Linked DNA regions of Danio rerio: region 1 is linked to region 2. A link is a contact called in public Micro-C data. All regions are on one chromosome and are shown on one strand. Each heading gives the region's core, a stretch centred on a gene start, on an enhancer-like site or on the middle of the called end of the contact. The rest is flanking DNA. Distances are from core to core; before and after follow the strand shown. Region 1 has its middle 32 kb from the start of slc22a13b. Region 2 overlaps csrnp1b (cysteine-serine-rich nuclear protein 1b).

Region 1 (6,473 bases), core at 733-3,232, 340 kb after region 2:
TTGGCAAGTGACAGCATGACATCAGAGTAAGGCAAACATAACCTGGACAATTTGTACTGTAATTGGCATGCATCTCGACCGCACTACTTTAGTTTGTTTTCTATGCTTTACTTAGCAACAAGGAGGGATGCTGAATGCAGTAGTTTGCCACCAGTTATATGTTTACAGCTTGTCAGGATGCAAAATGCAGGATATATAAAATATAAATGTATTCAGTGCCACCCCAAAGAGGCATAAGATCTTCTTATAATTTGACCTATATTTTTTCCACAACTAAACTAAGCAGAAATGAAGAGATTAGATGCAAAAACCTCTAAATGTCGTCTGGAATTTTAAATGTTAAAAATATGATTATTAATTCTAACTTTATGGGTATAATTTGGAGTTAGCATATTAATTTAGCATATTAACCCATTACTTTTGGAACCTAAGCCACATATCTACAGTGTGGATATCAAATAACTATTTAAAATTATTGAATCAAAGCACCATAAAACATCTTTAAAATATGGTTATATTTAAGAGAATTAAATACATAAACACTCTTTTTAAATTTTTTCTCTTTCTTGTTTAAATATATACATCTCAGATATGTGCTGGCATTGAAAAGAGTCAAAGGCAATACCCAGAACAAATGTGTTGATAGAGATCCCAGATATTGTGGTGCCAACAACAAAACGAAGGACCATGTAGACATAGATGTTAGGGGAAAATGCAACTCCCACTCCAGACAAAAACAGCAGGAGCAAGGACAGCAGTGTGGCAAACCGCCGGCCATACCTGTGGCAAAACAAACAAGTAAACCAGTTCAATTATGAAAAGAACTAATTTGACACGAAACATTAGCCATTTTACACTGATGGGGATTAAATACAAACTGTTTAATCTGTAAACTTTGCTGAAAGAAAAAATGCTAATGATAATTGTGTGTATAATGTCATTCTTGTGTTGTTCAGGGATTGAGTTCTACACGTACTTGTCTGCCATTGGACCAAACAATAGGGCTCCAACAAGAAGACCAGCCATGTAGATGGACTGAGAGGCCTCACTATAAACCTTATTTTCACACACCAGGTCAAACTAAGGTGAGATGAGAAAAGAAAACATGATACAATAACAGACAGCAAACAAACAATGAAAATAATATTGATAAGATATTTTGTTAGCATATAAACTATATTTCAACAATTAGCAAACAGTAAAACAAACATTGGTAACATAACAAACAATACTGTAAAAAAAATAAAAACCCTTATATTCATATTTGATAAAAAATATATAGGGTATGTGGGGTGATTTGTCACAATTGAGCTTTCAGTAAACTTGTTATAAGCTTTTAGCTATTAGCTTTTGACACGGTTAAAATAACCTGAAAAATAATCTTAAAAATCTTATGATGATGAAAATGATTTAATCCACCTTTGGCAACATTTATTTTCTTTATATGTGTGAAAAAAAACTTGATTATGTACATAAACATTGTGGCCTGAAGAAAGCAATAGAAGCAATGTGTCATTTACGACTGATAAATGAGGGATTCCACTTAGAAGACAATCACTCTAAGTTTCATGAAAAAGAGGCAATTTAAAGCTCCTACACACAGGAATGCTTTTCATGTACGTTTATTGTCAGCGTTTTATGAGACATTTTTAAAAACATTCAAACCCAAGCGATTTTTACTGGCGTCAAGCAGAAGAGTTTGCAAAAACACTCTTTGACATTAGATGTTGCAACACAACTTTAAGCTTTCGATACCCGCTTGTAACACAGAAGAAGAGGAAGAGAGGAAGTTCACACGCTTGTTGTTAAAGTTACTGGTGACTCAAACAAGCATAGATGGTTCAAGCAGCAGCTCCAGCACGATGAAGAAATGATTATAGTTCAGCAGAGCAATAAGCAGCTCCACGTTCATTTCGCCTCTGGGCATCTTCTTCAATGTGCGCTCGAATTGACAGTTTTGCCCTTGAGCACCTCCAAGTGCTGTTTACTGTAACTTCAGCAGGTCTGTGCTTGTGAACCAAAGTGGCAATCTGATTGGAGGAGAAGGTTTTAACGTGGCGCATCAAATAAAAAAAATTAGCATGAGGCATTTTTTTTTTAAATGACGCTTTAGCGCGTGGTGTGTTGGTGTGCACAAACACATTGACACCCTTTATATAGTTAAGAGGTGTTAAACGTTAATGAAAAACATGAGCAAAAAAACGTCTCAGTGTGCACGGGCCTTTAGATTGGCAAGTACAATCTGCATGCAGGGCTACTTCCCAACATGAACGCATTTAAGAGTGCTTTCACACCTGTGGTTCGGTTCATTTGGTTTGGACCAAGAGCAACAAATAACCAAACCAGTAGAAACCAACCAGAATGCAGTCCTGTGACAACATTCACATCACTAGTGGGACAGATGTGTCATTTAATGCAATTAAGTGGTTTTTGAACGGTCAGAATTAATGGCAAATGACATATCACAAGTTGCTTTAGAAGTTATTTTTAAGCTATCATAGAGCTGTTACTAAAACTGTAAATATTTCCCGCATTCTATAAGGCCGTACTCACACTAGGTACAGTTGCCTCAAACCGGGTCAAAGCACGCTTGTCCCCCCTCCCATGTCCCCTCATGGCCCGCACTCACACCACAATCGGGCCTGGGCACGCTTACGTCATCGCTGCTGCGCTGTTCAGTGAGAAGCGCTCTCTCTCTCAATCAGCACAGAGGAGATTTCTCTAGTTATATCGTGCACGTTTTGCACTCACACTACAAATGTACCACGCCAAAGCCCAAGTGAACCGAGCTCAGGACCACCTCTTCCAACCGGGCCAGGGCCAGCCAAGTGAACCGTGCTTGAGCCTGATTCAGCGCACTCACACTTCTCAAACGATCCGGGAAACGGGCCTGGGCACGATACGGATAGCATAGTGTGAGTAGGCCCTAATACACAGAACAGCTGACTATAGCAGCTGGTTTAGCCTAATGTTACACAGTAATTTTTGCAGTTGAGTCTGTTCTACTTTGAATCATGTTCTTACCACAAACAAATCAATCCAGGGTTTGTTTAAAAGCATACAGGAACTACTTTGTATGGTTGTTTAGTCCTTTTTCTGTGCACACTACAGTGCAATTGCTGCTTTCAAACCTGGCCAAACAAATTGCACCAAATGGGAAAATGAACTCTGGAGTGATTCAACTAAACAAAATGAGGCAGGAGTGACAGCGCTCTGAATGTCACAGCATACAGTTCATTCTTCAGGTTATCACTGAGGAGCCAAGCCACAGTCTGGCAATCAGATGGCAGTTTTCATTTGTTGTTGAAGAGATGCAACGTTTTCATTCTTTCCCTCGTTGATCAAAGGTAACATATGTTACCGACACTTTCAGTAAGTCACTTAGGGTCTCCTCACACTAGGCTATCCAAACCATCCCCAGGCACATTTGATGCCCATTCCCTGGTTCGTTTGACAAATGTGAGTGCTCAGAGTCAGGCCCAGGCACGGTTTAGTTGACTGGCCCTGGCCTGGTTGGAAGACACATACCAGAGTGCGGTTCAGTTGGGCCTTGGTGCCGTACGCTTGTAGTGTGAGTGCAAAGCATGCCTAAGTGCAAAACTGAACACTCAATGTCACTAGCAAACCCCCCGCTTTGATGACTGCATGATGACTTACATTAACATTTATGAGCATCAAAAGTGGTGGATCTGTTGAGCAAAAGATTTGACTGCGTGTTATTGCATTAAGTCAAATGACTTAAAATGATATAAAACAATACAACTAAAGTAATCTCCATTGACGGAGTGAGAGTGCTTCTCTTCTGTTAAACTGAACAGTCACAACATTGATGACGTGTTCAGGTTCGGAAGGTAAAAAAGACAGTATGAGTGCAGGCCTGGGGGGAGAGAGTGGGGGGACATTCGCACCTAAGCACGATTCAAGACAAACCATGCCATCCGATTGTCCTGCCATCCAGTGACAGCCCGCACAGTTGAGCTCAGCAGTTTTGCAGCACATTACTCCATATGATCAGACAGGGAGCGAGCTGTGTTATGGGAAGGGAGCACACAAAATGTATGCACCTGTAGCCATGTTGTTTATCCTGACAGCATGTGTTTCACCCGCCAACCACGGCCAGAACATATGTCGAGTAATGGAATGTAATGTTTATTTACTGTATATAGCGAATTTTAAGTGTATGGCCATACACCCAATTTGCTACAAAATTATGAAGTGGGGGGTCTCTCCACACCATCACCAGTGCGCAGAGTGGTAAACACTGCCAACAGTTCCAGGCATTAGACATGTTCTGGCTCGTAGAATCAAGGTCCATCCAGGGACTGACTGCACAGCAGCACAGTAAGGTAATGTAAACCCTATGTGTGAAGGTGCTCTATGCACTGAAGTGGTTTCATATACCATAATCCGAACAGCAAGTAGTAATTTCCTGTTGAATTATTTAGACAGGTCAGCACTGATGTGGGGCACCCACAATCTTGCTATCATTTTCCTCTTCAAAGACTGGGGAGCACATTGCAGTCACATTGGAACAAGTCTGAGAATGGTGGGCGATGTGCACTAATCCCACGACTGAGCATCCAATGTATCAGCAAGAAACTTGCACCTTTATAGTCAAAATTTGGGTCGGTCTATTAGGTAATATAGAAGAGTGATTTGATCAGGTCCACTCTCTCTCTCTCTTTCTCAACTAGATGCACATTATTTCTGATTGCAAAGCCCAAATTTAAGGTTTTTTGTTGAGTCAGCAAGATTATAATAGCGTCAATATTCTACCTCTCATGACCAAAGTTAACCTTAAGGTCATGAGTCCCTCCTCTGGTAATTTGGTCATGCTTGAGGGTCAATATTTTACCTCCTGAAATTTGGAGAAAGATGTGAAGTTAACCTTAAGGTCATGAGACCCTTCTCTGGTCATTTGGTAGTTTGTTGAACGCAACAGGAGAAAAAAAATCTTACAAGGGTTCACATTCAGAGGAAAAGAAACTGCTCGCTTGGATGTTAACCAATGTTGACCCGCAAATATTTTGAGATGATGATTTCAATCTCCATCCATTAACATCCAGTGTGGAGAGTGACATTCTCTGTTCCCACATTTGCTGGAGGAAGGAAAGCACTGGAAAACACTGTTTAGGCAAGTGCAGGGGTGAATGACAACACTCCACTTCAGGGTATAGATACCTTTGAAAGGGAGCAACAGTGTCAATTACTAGTGGATGTAAGGTCACTTAGGGCTTCTGTGTCCTGTCTAGAACCCACACATGGTCCCAAAGGTCTAGATGCAGTTGCCAGATGGTGCCCTTCTCTGAGAATAAGGTTCCAGATAAATTCATTAGAGAGGGTGCAAGCTAGTTCTGGGAACCAGGTCTGAATGGGCTGAGTGCTGCAACTTGCAAGAACTGTTGCTCGACCTTCCTGACTTTGCACAGCATCTGTGTGAGTCAGACAATGAAATTTGACAATGCAGGTAATTTTGCAAAATGGTTGTTTTGCTCAGAGAAATTAAGAATTTACAGTGGAATCACTCAATAAAGCACCAAGGGACAGACAGAAGACCCAAACACTGCCACATAATGTACCATCTCACCCAGGAGATGACAGAATCCAAAAAGTAACCAGTGCTCTAATGCGAAAGTCTGACAAGTGATCTAAATGCACTAACTTGTGACTTCAGTCAGTCACTAGGTCAATGTCAAAATGGGTAAATGTGTGTAAAGTGCCATAGCAGCTGAATTTGTGTTGGGGAGATGTATGCCTAGTGTGTATACAGCAGCAGAAATATAGCAGAATGTTCCATTCCTTAAGGGAAGGGACTCTGCAGTGGTCATTTGCTACCCAAACGGGAGACCTAGTGACAGTAGCCCCTTTCACACATACAGACCTTTCCGGAAAATTACCGGCAATTTTCCGGAAAGGTTGTATGTGTGAACAGGCCCTTTTTGAAAATACCGGTAAATTCGTTCTGGCTATTTTCCGGAAAGAGAAGTTGTAACATTACCGGCAATTTGCCGGAATGCTGCGCTGTGTGAACGCAGAAGGAATATTTCCGGAATAAGCGTGTGCACGTCTAGAACGCGCTGACGTAAGACTTCTGCTTTAGCCAATCACAACAGTCAGACGCATTTACGTCCGCGCGGTTTGTGAGAATAAAAGCCTTTGAATATTTTTCCAGACGCATTTAGCTGCTAGAAGTTAGTCAGATCACGTTTATATGTTCTCCTTAATGCCAACTGTGCAAATAATCATCGATAAGATGCTTATGATAAGCCGTTGTTTGTTTACCTTCAAGCTTTGCGTGTGCCCATGAAACAGCCTGTGAGCGCCTACAGACGCACATATTATGAACATCTCGACATGCGAATATGATCCTGTGAAAGTTGTTTACAATATTGATCATCAAAAGAGTCTGTAATTTAGTCAAATGTTTACAAATACAAGCGCAGCCGTTTAAAGCTCATTGGTGGTGAATGATG
Region 2 (6,405 bases), core at 106-2,605:
TGAACACCAAATAAAAACACCAATTTCTCCAATCAACATTGGAACAGATGCATGGATAGTTTAGCTAATAGTTTTCAGACGTTTCTAGTCATAAGCAAAAACAACTACATTCCTCTTTGTTCGTGTCTGACAAACACAATCCACACAGGAATTTCCTCTTGGCGATAAAGTGTGTAGGGGAGTAAAGCATCCAAAATCATAACCCTTTGGCTGAATGATCTGGAAGTTTGAGGTTTCTGGAAGTGGTGAGGGCACTTAAGATGGCTGCTTTTTTAATAACATACACCCATCTTTATATAAAGACAGGCCATTTGTCTGTGCGTTCCTTGCAAATTATACCTATAACCAGCCAAATTCTGCATTTACCCAATGTCAAAAGATCTGAAAGGGAGGAATTTTCTCCTTGAAACAAGAAAACTACAGTTTTAAATTGTTATTTCAGTAGGTCTGTCCTCTGTGTAGAACTTCATGAGCTTCTGTCAGACAGGAGCTCTTTTTCCCCTTGGGCCGGCAGCTTACTATTGTTATCTGGAGGGATTGGACTCTCACACTGTCCCCACAGCTGGTTTATATTAGACTTGTAATGGTGGGAACTCAATCTAGTGTGTTTTCTCTATCCCTGTGCAAATATGTTTTGCTCATCTAACAATCAGATAGAGAAGACAGTGGTTTGACAGTGGAAGACAATGGTATGTTATTGTTTGTAGCTAAGCATTAAAAGTGATGATTTTTGATTTCCAAAGCACTTGTTAATACAGTAATGCAATAATGCTGGCTGACTGTCAGTAGATTTGTTTTGTCTCAAATACATTTAAACTGATACTCTATGGTTGTGTCATTCAGGGTTGAAAGAATGTTTTATTTCAAGTGAATGAAAAGGAGGCGTTGAGGGATAGGCAAACAGCATGTTCAGTGGTTTGTACGGTTGGAGTGTGTTGGTGCCAATCATTACGCAACACTGAAAATGCATCCAAAAATACTCTTGAAAACATGGATTGTTAATATTATACATGTGCAGACTGTACACTACCATTTAAAGAAGATTAAAACGAAATAGAAAAGTAGAAAACAGTTATTCTAAAATGTAATGCGCTGTGTTTAAATCAAGTAATTACAGCCTTCTGTTGGAAGTATTTAAAATACATGTTACTGTACAAGTCTTTCACTCAACATACCTAGACTACACTCCATTATCTGACTTCACTCTCTGTTTCATAAACGCAAGCAGACAGCCATATCGTTTCCCTTCCTTTTCTCTTCATCCCTGCCTTCCTGCTTCATGCCCTTTGGTCTTTCTCAGCACCTGTGTTGGGTTCATGCCCAGTGCTCAGACAAAGCTCTGCGTTCATTCTGTCTCCGTCACATGGCACACTCTCTGGCCGCCTGCCCTGCCATCCTGGGAAACTCACAACTGTTTGCTTTCCTTCCCTGACTCACCCTAACAACCTGGATGAACGGCTTGCTGGAGCTGTCCAAAAGAATCCAGCATGCATTAAAACATCCTTGGGTAATTAAAACATCCATGCAATCAATCTTACAACCTCCCATAACACCTTCCCCAGATAGGACACAAATAAAACCTTCCCAGATAGGACACAAAATTAGACCTTATGAATGGTAAATAGCTTTGAAAAAGGGTTTTAATGACAGCTAAAAGCATAAAGAGAATAGAGAATACATCTAAAGAGGAACTCACTGTTTAAGGATGTTGCTGGGGAGCTAGGGTTACTGGGGGTCGAATCCAGGGTGTCCGAGTAGCAGCTCTCCCCATCTGAGTCCCACTCTGAGTAGGCAGAGGAGGAGAGAGAGGAGGGGGATGAGGAGGAGTAGCACGGGTCCTCCGCCACCTCCTCATACTTCCTCTTGAGAACCCCGCTCATGGCGCAAGCGTTTGGTGATCTGTGGAAAAACAAGCAAAGATGTTAAGAGTGTATTAAGGCTACATCAACACTAATCAACAATACACATACAAGTACAAGTTTTGACAGGCTTTCCTGTCTACAATAGTGTTTTGCAAACAAAATGAGAATGCATTCAATCAGTATTTTATATTTGATCTAAAATGCAATCGGCCTGATGATTTTGTACATCGACTGCAAGTAAATTTACAAGTTTTTGCAGGAATCCAATACAAGTATTCTACAAAGTAATGTTACCTTAGCAATGCTCTGAAATTAATAGCATCATGATACAGGCCGACTATGACTAAACGTGCATCAAGCACCATTTTCAGATAAAAAAAAAAGTACGTTTGTATGGTCAAAATATGGTCCATAATAAAAAATGTGCATTAAAAATACAGGCTTGTACTCTCCAAACAAGAAGCTGACCGCTCTTACTGCCTCTGTGCAGAGAGCGAAAAACAGGAAGCAATCAATCACGTCCCTCCGGTGCAAGTCAACAATTACCAGACCCTTCACCCACTTCCAAATCCAATCGCTTATACAAATACATTGATTAGGCTGGGGTTGATTACATAGCCACATTAGTGTGGAGGGTAAATTTAGGTTACCTTACTCAAAAAACACATCACTGAGCCGGTAGCGGCAATTACGCTTTACACAGCTGCTAAATGCATTTTATGAGACTCTCTAGTAAATGTGTGTACAGCTTGGCACAGTAAACATGTTTATGGAAGTACAGGCTGAATTTGCCGCTGCTCCTGTGGAGAGGTTGCTTATTGGGCAATAAAAGCAATCAATCCATTGGCAGGAAGAGTCTAGCCAGAGCCCACCAGCTTTTAAGGGTCAGAGCCAGTGCAGCGCAGTGGCTTTTACACAAAACCATCATTTGATACTGGCGGCTGTGGACTCATTTGGTTCTCTGCCCTGAGATAAACCCCAGTCAGCTGGTTCACCTCAGGCTCAGCTTCTCGCTGCACTTCAGTCACATTCATGCTGAAACAGGCAGAAAGGAAGGAAGAAGAGTAGGGAGGAGAGGGTTTGATGTAAAGATGAGAGTTTTCAGTTCTGCTTGAGCAAAATGTTAAAAGCTCTAATTCAAATTGGCCGAGTCATAAGGAGGGTCAATTATATCCTAGGCTAACTAAACTACAACAAGGTTGTTTTTCCCCTACTAGAACATTAATTAATAATAATGAAAAGCAAATAGATGGCACAGAACAAAACTTTTTCTCAGCAAGACAGCCTTTTCTGAGAAAAAAAGCGACAGACGGTCGTGACTGGCAGATTACACATCTCATGATGCTTGTCTACAATGTCATCAACCAAAAAAAGAAGAACCAAATGGCTCTGATTCATCCCTGCCATATCGAGTGACTAACGCAATGTGACTAAAAAGCTAATAGTCTGCTAGAAGTCTAATCAACCAATGGAACGTCATTTAACGTTATCAAAGTGTACACATACTTCAGTTAATTGAAGAGGGTCATTCAAACTGACCATTACAACAGTGCATTAGCATTTAATACATTAACACAGTGACTAATCATGCTTAATTGATATTCAATCTGATCTTCCATCAGAATGCACAATGGTACCAAACAATATTGTGCATTAATTATATGTTTAATATTTAAACTACACATTTAAGCAGATTTTAAATGTGCATGCCAACTACCACTACCAGTATGTAATATTACTACTGGTAAACATATACTTAACATCCAACTAACCATAATCTTCAGACAGACAAGACTTTCCCACAGGTTGCTTTATTTACAAGTGGAGCATCTTTCTCTCTCTCTCTCTGAGCATGTGCAATTCACACATTAGTGCTGCCGTCACAAACGTGCCAGACATTGAGAGCACGTCTGTGCCGTCTGCACATTCAGTCGTGTCTCCTCGGCTGCCAAATGTTGCTGCCAGAAAGCAGAAGGTGAGTCTTATCTGCCTCTGAAGCCGACTAGATCTTCCCTGCAGTCAGACTTATCTGCTCGTGCAACACCAGTTCTGAAAGCAACTAATACCCTGTCTAGAGGAACTTTACTCGGAAAGTTATGCAATCATTTGTGCCATGTGCTAAAACTTGAACCTGCTGCTGTTAAGGGTTTTAAACAGACATTGACACAGAAAACAGCTGACTTGCCTAAAAACAGCAGTGCAGGCTGAGAACATGATCTATTTTTATTGCAAACAGAATGTGTCCAGATCTGTCCTCATTTGCATGCAAACAGAGCCAGCGCAGGGAGCGTGAACCCTTACATGCTACGTCTTGATTGAAAACAAGCAGCTTTTTCACACCCGCAAGCCGACAGACCTCAGCAGGAAAATCTTTTTAGATAATGCACATGATTACAAGAGAACCTGACACTTGACTCAGTGCACGGAGGACTTCAAAACCTTTTCGAATTCATCCTCTGCTCATTTGACTAGTAAATTGTCTTTCGCAGTTTCCCACAGACACGTTTCCAGATGCAGTCTACTCGCGCAAGAAAACCACCTGCACAAAGAGTCTCTGCTGTTTATCAGAAGTGATACCTGACTCAGAGGATATCTGTCTGACAACCCTATGTATATATGTGTGTGTGTATGTGTGTGTGTGTGTATATATTAACCAATCCCTGACAATGCTAACAGGTTTCAAATTGCATATTTTTGAAAACTATACCACCATCATCTACATCCGTGTTTCTCAACCACGTTCCTGGAGGACCACCAACACTGTGTTTTTGATGTCTCCTTTGTCTGTCACACCCATTAGTTCTTTCAGTCTCTGTTAATGTGCTGATAATCTGAATCAGGTGTGTTTGGTTAAGGAGAAATGGAAAATGTGCAGAGCTGTTGGTCCTCCAGGAATGTGGTTGAGAAACACCGATCTAAAGAACATTAGCATAAATCACTACAATACATCACTATCTCATTGATTTTGTAAAAACAGTGATGCCATGTCCATATATATTACTCGTCCAGTCTCTAGGAATGCATAAGCACTTCACAACATTGCAGAACTACAGGACTATGCATTATGCCACTTTTGCTTATCGGTGTGAATGGGAATCGCCTTTACAAAGTTGCCACCTGAAATAATCATAGAAATGTTCTCAGTATGCTGTTGTTGTGTAAACATACCCTCAGACACAGTTTATCCTCACATTCTACCACCATCTCTACTCCTCATTTAACAGAGAAAAAAAAAAAAAGAGAATTCCCTGAGGACAACATGCATGCCTACCAAGCAGAGGAGTTTTAATTAAGGACTCTGGACAGTGAGGAGAGGGGGAGGACAGTATAGGAGAGATGAAGACAAGCAAGAGAGGGAGAGAGAGAGAGCAAGAGAGAGAGAGAAACCTGGGTGTTGGAAGTGGGTCATTGTCTCTTGACTGCAGCCTACCTGACACATTGATTTGTTAATCTTGCTTAACAGGCAGAAACAATGACGACGAGCTAATCCCAGGAACAAGAGAAAGAGGGGGTGGATGTTGGGGGGGCTCAGCTGGAGGTCAATCTGGAGCTTGTCCTGTTGCACTCCAACATCAGCGGTGAATGGAAATATGAGCAAGAAACCCCACAAATAAAAAATGAGCAGTCAAAACATACTGTCTAGTGTCTAGCCATAAATCCGCTACTAAGCAAGTCTGGATTTCCCATTCAGGCAGAAGCTGTTATCGGCAAGGTATCCCAGATGCTTCAAGCAGGTGAGACATTCACACTGGAGCATAAATTATGCAGAGCTTGCCATTCCAATAAAGGCAGTGCTCTGATGAGGTATTCTCAATGCTGCTGTCACCAAGGACGGTGGATATAAATCTAGTGCAGAAAGCCACAAAAGGAGCAAACTGCTAAAGCCTGATATTTATCAGTTGTCAGCACAAGTCAGATAGTTCTCCCAAAACTGAAAACAGCCAACGCTGTGAGTATTTTTTTTTCCCCGCAAATGCAGACAGCTGTTAGCCTGTAGCTACTGACTTCCATGGTATTTGTTATTTTTACTATGTAGGGATGTCAATGGTTACAGGTTTTTAAGCTTTCTCCAGCATTTCTACATTGGTGTTCAACAGAAAAAAAATAAGTCATAAAGGTTTGGAACCATTTGAGGGTGAGTATGTCATATTTTTGGGTGAACTATCACTTTAGAAACACTTTTTTTCTTCCCTTCCTGCTTCTACAAAGCATAAAAACAACTTGCACCACTGAGCCGATTGTCTAAACTACCTTCAAACAGTGGAATCCTGACCTAACATTATGCAAGGGTTGACTTTGCCCCTCCAGCTCACAGCACCCATCCAGATGATTAAGTAATGTGCAGGGTGTACCTCATCTTAACTATCTAAAAAGCGCAAGTATAAATAATATTTAGTGAAAAAAAAAAAAAAAATCACTTGCAATAATTGTATTGGAATTCAAATTCCAGCAGAATATAAGAAACCCTCCCTCTGCTGGTCAGCCTTTAAAAACTGCAGTCAGGCGAGAGGAGGGAGATGTGTGGTTGTGCCGATCATCACTC

Evidence for each region. Hi-C and Micro-C count contacts between places; a contact is called where the count stands out from the background.
Region 1: a contact with region 2 is called in a Micro-C map of caudal fin, with 3 times the contacts expected there. The contact joins two enhancer-like sites. A contact is called at or near these places in 1 of 18 Hi-C or Micro-C datasets (caudal fin) and 1 of 4 datasets of contacts at active chromatin or transcription factors (embryo).

What each region holds. Positions count from the first base shown.
Region 1 is chr24:23,917,184-23,923,656 of GRCz12tu, forward strand. It overlaps the pseudogene LOC795699. Among named protein-coding and RNA genes, the nearest start is that of slc22a13b, 32 kb to the left of the region's middle. Within about 2 kb of position 1,983, at least 2 of the 62 cell types and tissues checked have an H3K27ac peak or open chromatin away from gene starts, as enhancers often do. A contact at or near this core is called in caudal fin, where this site is marked.
Region 2 is chr24:23,581,171-23,587,575 of GRCz12tu, forward strand. It overlaps csrnp1b (cysteine-serine-rich nuclear protein 1b), which reads right to left. Exons shown (of 6, transcript NM_199619.1): 2 at 1,697-1,899. The coding sequence starts at 1,880. Among named protein-coding and RNA genes, the nearest start is that of csrnp1b, 5.1 kb to the right of the region's middle. Within about 2 kb of position 1,356, at least 19 of the 62 cell types and tissues checked have an H3K27ac peak or open chromatin away from gene starts, as enhancers often do. A contact at or near this core is called in caudal fin, where this site is marked.